Linked DNA regions of Mustela erminea: region 1 is linked to region 2. Evidence: chromatin contacts called from public Hi-C data. All regions are on one chromosome and are shown on one strand. Each heading gives the region's core, a stretch centred on a gene start, on an enhancer-like site or on the middle of the called end of the contact. The rest is flanking DNA. Distances are from core to core; before and after follow the strand shown.

Region 1 (3,330 bases), core at 618-3,117, 240 kb after region 2:
ATCATGATATATAAAAATGTGATATGTGAAATGTGATAAAAAAATTTCCTGAGGATCCATAAATAGGCAAAAAATGCTATCTGAGCAAGAAAGGTATGGGTACATGCAGGGGGCGGTGAGCTCTAACTTCCTACATGGGAAGGCACCAGGTAACACTATAGACTCTCCCCAACACACAGCATCAGACCTTCAAAATCCTGAGTCTCAGTAGGAAAAGAAAAGGAAAATCCTGTCCTTCCTGTACAAAATTATGTTCTCTCTATACTTAAACAAAACACAGAACAGGCTACAAAACATCAGAATTACCCAGTGCAGCGGCTCAGTGCTAAAATGCACAACTCTAGAGGGTGCTCTCACAGACTATGATGTGAATGGCTCCCCCTGGAGTTGAACAGTGCACAACTCATATAACCTTACCAGGCAGCCAAAAGTATAATGATTAAGAGTACCAGCTTAGGAGCCAAATAAACCTAGGGTCTAGTTCCAGATCTAATCTCAGGCTACATAACCTGGGGCAGGTTAGTTAACCTCCCTGAGCCTCAGTTTCCTTAAGAGAACACATATACTCCAAGGACCCAATTCAGCACCTGGCACATAGTGGTTCTCAATAAATGTGTTAAATGATGTAAAAATGACTAATACCTGCCTTATAAGGTGGTGGTGAGGACTAAATGAATTAACATAGACAAAGTTTTTATGGACAATCTAAAAAATAAAACAGCATTAAACAAGTATCTACAAAGATGACAGTGAAATTTTAAGACTCTTCAGGGTGGAAAGATGCAGGTTGGGAAGGAATTATTTTTGTTTAAATTAATGAAAAAATAATCACAAGCTACTGAGAAAAGAAAAATGGACCAGTTGGTATAAAATATATAAAATCTGGAGACAAGAGAACTTTGATAGGGTGGAGATTCTTTTCTTTCTTTTTCTATTTAGAGGTGTTTCTTGAAGCTTGAGAACACATTTGAAACAAAAAGCAGGAAAGGCAGACCTTTTGTTATTTCCAATTGTAGAACAGGTAAAGACAAAAAGTACTGATAACATCAAAGCATTCTAAGAATGACATTGGGCCATGGGAGCCGAAATGTTTGCGTTCTTGTCTGGCATGGGAGGGAGCAGGGTATATGACAGTTCAGGGACATGTGTTCCTTCCTCCCACCGTGCTTCTTTCCTGGTGGAACTGGGGTTTTGGTGCAGTCATGACAATCCTTCACCCTTATTTAAGTCGCACAATGAAGCAGGTCGCCCTAGATTGAAAGCACAAACCCGGACCGGCGGGTCCCCTCCTTCCCCTGTGGTTCTGTGCCTACCTCCCAGCAGGAAGTTGCGGTGCAGTCATTCCCTCCCTAGAGATGGCTGATAACAGAAACCAGCAAAAGTACATTCTGGGAGGGAAGAATCCCTGAGCCCCCAAGAGAGGTCACACCAGTTAGCACTTAGAAAAGGAGGCATTTCTCACACTTGCTAATGAGTTCGACGCTTGTGAAACATAAACAGGAAGTGGGAGCTCTCCAAAGCGACCTGAAGGAAATCCACTCCCAGTTTGGTCAAAGTGTGAATCCCAGTTCTCTAGGTTGTCAAGGTCACTGCCAATTAAGACTGACAGCCCCCAAATTGCGCCCGAGGCGAAGCTTCACCCAGTCCCAGGGGCGACCCCATTTTGGGTTTTTTTTTTTTTTTTAATTTTTTTCCAATCCTTCCCCACAGCCAGGCCACTCAGCATCGGGGTGACTGACCCGAGGCGCGGTGGGAACCGCTTACAGTCATCTCTCAACTCCCCGAACTTGCAGGGCAGGGCAGCGCAGAGGTCAGTGAAATCCCCAGCCAGGCCTTATTTTAGTCATGAATTTCCACTGGCTCCCTCCTCTGACTGCATCAGCGCGGCTCACACCGCGGGCTTGGAGTTTCAGCTGTTTTCCCTGCTCCAGGCTGAGTTAGAAGGTCACACAGACCGGACTCTGCCGGGGGAGGTAAGTGCCCCCCCTCCGCGCGCGCCGCCACCCCCCGCCCGCGCTTTGCGGAGATCTGGGGCTGCTTGGGGGAGGCGTTTCTGCCCCAAGCTCAGGGCAGTGGGTTAGCTTCTTCCTCCTTCTCTTCCCACGCATTTTAGTCCGTATTAAATAAATTTTGAAACAAAACAAAGCAAACATCTTTTTTTTTTTTCCCCTGTCAGCCAGTGGCATCTATATAATTTTCCCAGGGCTGTCTTCCCCTCGTTGCCCAATTTATGCTCTTGCCAGAGGTTCCTGTAAATTCAAGGGCAGAATCTGTTTGATTCCCCACAGTAGCTCTAGCAACGGTCACTACGCCCGGCACCCTGGAGGGGGCTCAGCTGATGTGTATCCACTGAATGAACGCTAAAATTTCAGTATGATGGACAGATAGTTTTTTCTAGACTCTCTCCTCCCTCCCGCCCCGGGTGCAGACCGCCAACAGCGCCGCCCAAGTTCCTGGTAGGCGAGGAGACAGCCCACCACGGCGGGCACAGTGCGTCCCCGGGGCCTGGGTCCCACCGGCGGCGGAGAGGGACTCGCAGGCGGAGGCCCTGTGGCCCGAGCTGTGGCCACGTGAAGCGTCACGCCCCGTGCTGCTGCAGGGCAGGCGTCGCCGCCGCAGTTGTGTAACGTTGCAGCCGGAGGGGAGGCGACCCGGGAGCCTCTGCTCTGGAGGGGACAGGGTAGGGAGGGGAAACGCAGGGCACCGCGCCCGGTGTCTTTCGGTGCCGGACTAACCCAAGTGGGGTTAAAGTGGGCACTGGGATACACGGGGGCGGGGGCGCAAGAGGGCACCCGCCGGCCAGCAGGCTTTAACCAGGAGCGGAGCGAGGGGGGAGCGAGGGGCCGGTGGCGCACACGCTCAGCGGTCAGGTGCGCGCAGCGTGCTCGGCGGCGGCCTCGGCTGCCCCTGCGCTTGGCTGCCAGCCCGCTTCCCATGGGGTGACATCCGCCCCGCCCCTCGGCCCCTCCCCACGGCGGGCAATTCCTGGACGCCCGGCTGAGGGGTGGGGGCGGGGAAGCCGGGACGGAAAGAAACACCAGCCTCTGGGGAGGGCAGGGGGGCCGGGCGACTCCCTCCGCTGCGCGCTGGTTCCTCGGAGCCGGCCGGGCGGGGGAGGAGGAAGAGGGTTGGGCTGGAGCGAGCGAGGGGATATTCCTCTCCCGGCTTGAGTCAGACGCGGGCGGATCCGTCCTCCCCCGTTCCCTCCCAGGAGACGGGAACTTACTTCATTTCCCTGGGGCAGGTTCGCCCACGTTACCAAACCTCCCCCCTACCCGGCCCCAGCGCCTCCCCGGCCCCTTCCAGCTTCCGCGCCCCCCACCAGGTTGG
Region 2 (3,541 bases), core at 737-3,236:
TATTGCTTGCTTATGGAAAGATTCCACAGTTGGAGCAGGTGTGTTTATAATTATACTCTAGGAAATAGAATACTGTCTGTTTATAAAAGAAGAATGTTCTGGCAGCCACTTGGATTCTTTGAAAATTCCCTGAGGAAGCAACTGCGGGTCCTCTCTCTGTTGTTACCCCTGGCAACTGTCAGAGCCCTGGGACACCAGCACTCCGTCCCCAGTCCCTCAGGCTCTCGGATCTGGTCCCCGAAGCAGAGATGGCTGATTGGCCTTTTTCATCAATGGCTGTTCTGGAAACTGCCACAGCTCCTGTGGTTTCTCCTCTACCAAGCCTTTTGTCCGTGTGTGCTGGTGGAGACCTGCAGCCCACAGCTGGGGTTCAGCAGAAGCTTAATGAGAGTTCATGCTGGCCCATGATACAGGCAAGGCCTCACACCTAACTTGCAAACCAATGTGGAATTCTAAACATGGTGGGGAATTGCCCCTTAAATAGTGTAGGGCGTATATGCTGATCCTGTGTATCCCTGATTGGGGGAGGGCCTCTCCCTTTTGGTGGTAGAGGCCCTTCGGACATCTCAAGGAAGGAGACGTGCTGTGAATGACTTGTGAAAAAGCAGAGCCCCTCTGTGTCTCTGTCAGTGCCCTGAGAAATCAGGGTGAAAGGAGAGAGAGTCACGGAGTCCCCGTAAGGAAAGGGAACGGTATGGAGCCCTCCAGCTGTCTTTTAGAACAAAAATTCATTTGAAACCAGGAAGAGGAGGTCTGGTTTCTTTCTCTCTTTTTCTTCTTTCTCCCTTTCTTCCTTCCTTCCTTCCTTCTTTCTTTCTTTCCTTCTTTTGGCAAATAAAGAGGCACAGTGTCTATCCTACCCCCTTAATTTTCTCTTTTACTTGGGGTGTTGGTTGATGGGGTACAGATTGAGTGGAGGGGATAAGGAAACTACCATACTTGGGTTGGTGTCCCTTCAGCTCACTCTTAACATTTATAGCTTGATGAATTGTTACATACGTATACACAGAAATCAAGATAGGATATGTTTCCATCACCCCCCAAAAGTTCCCATTGCCTACCCATTCTAGGCTTTACATGGATATCAGTTGATATTAAAGATACTCTGTTATATGACTAATATTTGAAAACCTGTTACATTCCAGGCATGGTGTGAGGGGGAAGGACTATGGTGATGCCCCCAAATAGGCAGTGTCTGCTCTTCTGAAGTCCACAATTATGTGGCGGAGATGGCCAGTAGTACAAATAACTGTTCAGTGACAGCTGTCATGAGAATTGCCAGAGTGGAGAAGTACCTGGGGTTGGGTTATGGGAACCCATAATTTGGGAACCTCTACCTGAGTAAGGAGGTCACCTAAGAGCTTAGGAGGTCAGGTGAGAACAGGTGGGCAGCACCAGCAGCTTTCTAAACTGTCAAGTGCTGTGAATCACCTTTCTGAACTGTAAAGTGCTGTGCGAACCAACCCATTGATTTCAATCCAGTATTCAAACCTGAGGTGCAGTCTGTACGACAGAACCATAATCCGCCTCATTTTCACATATGTGTCTGTGGCAGGGAGCGTGGTGTGTTGGGAAAGTGTGTGCTGTAGCTCAGTGGGGCAAGCAGCATTTCTTCCTATTTGAGATGGGATCCCCATTTCATCACTGTCACTTGGAACCATGAAATCTTCAGCGCCACTGGTGTCAGCTAGCAACCTGGCCTTCCTGCACCGCAACAGAAAAGCTAGAGTGGCATTCCCACTGGTTTAAGGGCGACTGCCTCCTGCTTCAAGGGAGCCCTCAACTCATCCCACCTTGAGCTTCTTCTACAACCCAAGGATGCCACCCAAGGAGAACTCTAAAATTCAGGAGGGGGAGAAAAGAGAAACACAAGAATTACTCAGTTTCACCTTCAGGGGGCGTGCTTATGACATCGAACCCCCGGCTGGAGGTGTCCTACTTTTTTGCATTGCTGTGAACTGCTGGGTTTGGGTACCTGCCAACATTCAGGCGGCAGTTACATAAGAGCTGCTTTTTTTCCTGGAATTTAGGCTCACTGCTGATGTGTGACCTTCAGCAGTAATTGCCAATAAATGCAGCAGGGCTGTTTACTGTTAGACACCGGCAACTATACAGCAAGCGAGCTCAACTCCGAGCACACAGAAGCTGTTGCAGGAGGATTTTGAGGGATGGGGAGGTCGGTTGGGGGGTGTGTGCGTTTGTGGGTCTGTGTCTGTGTTTTGATGCTGAGATTATTCCACGGTGACTGAAATTGTATAATTTAGTCAAGTCAGAATGCGTTTTTAAAAAATGAATTCTGCTCTTGAGTTCCGATGAACGTGTTCTGTAAAGGTGAAACTGCATCATCGGGGCTAAATTTTTACTTCTTACTTGGTTCCTAAAAACAAATGCCATTAATAAAGGGCATTGTGTTAGTAGATGTGAAGGTTTAAAATTGTTCTGCTAAAATGCTAGATCACATATTTTAGCTCAGTTTTCTTTAAAGCTTTCTGGTCTCTCAAGGTGGGTTGCAAAGGCTCAGGAAAAATGGGTCCCAGCAAACATATTTGCAAGCCTGTCTGCTGTTGGCTAGTTGGTTGGTTTCCCTCCTCTGAGGTTTTGAGTGGGTGAAGAGGAACTGGAGGCCAATTCACGGGTGCTGGAGTTCATACTTTCCCTTTGATGTGCTGAATAGGAGAGCCATAGTATTTTGTCGTTTCTTGAACTGTATTCAGCTTCTGCTGGGGATGGTCCATAGAAGAAGACCTTATCTTTCAGAGGAAAATTCTAGAATCCCATGGTTAACGGAAAGATTTATGTAATTGGCAGTGGAAAACAAAAGGTCTTGTTTTTTTATTTTATTTTTTTTATAAGGCTGTGGTCTGCACTATCCTTTTGGAGGCATACGTGAAACGTATGTATGCATGTGAACGGGTACGGTTGTACATACATACACTGTTGTACATACATACACTAAATAGTAACTCTAGGAAGACCAGGGCCTTTTTTTTTTAAAGATGAGAAGGTATGATATCCTTCATTTATAGTAGAATTCTATCCTAAGATAAAATGTTAGGTATGTTACATGTTGTAAGCAAGCATGTCCGTGTCTCACAAGCACATATTTGATACTACTCAAGTACCGTGGTTCCGGGGACTTCATTTGTGATCTCAGCCAAGAAGGCTGCTTGGGATTTAGTGACTTGAGATTCATTTTGAATTCCTACTTAAAAGCTAGTCAATTGATTAGACGAGGTGTGCAAAAGATTTCAATTGACACATAAGATCAATAAAGAAATACAGAGAGGCAATAGGGTGCAATAGTAGATTTCCAAGTTCAAAACCAGGCGACATCAGACCACTGTTCATCACCTGCTGGTTTGGGAGGCTCTGCCTTGATTGGAGGTGTCAGCGCCTGGGACTAAGGTCAGGAAGACTTGCCCAAATTCAGACATGACCATTTTCTCAAAACATATACCTCTTTAATGTGTACTCATTAAGGATGCCCTTTCATGAAAAAAAAATTAATATTAAAAATGTGCTGTGAAAAATCACTTCATTA

What was found. Hi-C and Micro-C count contacts between places; a contact is called where the count stands out from the background.
Region 1: a Hi-C map of fibroblasts shows a contact between it and region 2, with 4 times the contacts expected there. The contact joins the promoter of BHLHE40 here to the enhancer-like site in region 2. A contact is called at or near these places in 2 of 3 Hi-C or Micro-C datasets (fibroblasts and spleen).

The regions. Positions count from the first base shown.
Region 1 is chr1:47,284,057-47,287,386 of mMusErm1.Pri, forward strand. BHLHE40 (class E basic helix-loop-helix protein 40) reads left to right here and starts at 1,868. Exons shown (of 6, transcript XM_032325834.1): 1 at 1,868-1,973. The region is part of intron 1 of LOC116579902 (a long non-coding RNA gene); the gene reads right to left.
Region 2 is chr1:47,048,250-47,051,790 of mMusErm1.Pri, forward strand. All of the region lies in intron 38 of ITPR1 (inositol 1,4,5-trisphosphate receptor type 1), which reads left to right. Among named protein-coding and RNA genes, the nearest start is that of ITPR1, 220 kb to the left of the region's middle. Within about 2 kb of position 1,987, the one cell type or tissue checked has open chromatin away from gene starts, as enhancers often do. A contact at or near this core is called in fibroblasts, where this site is marked.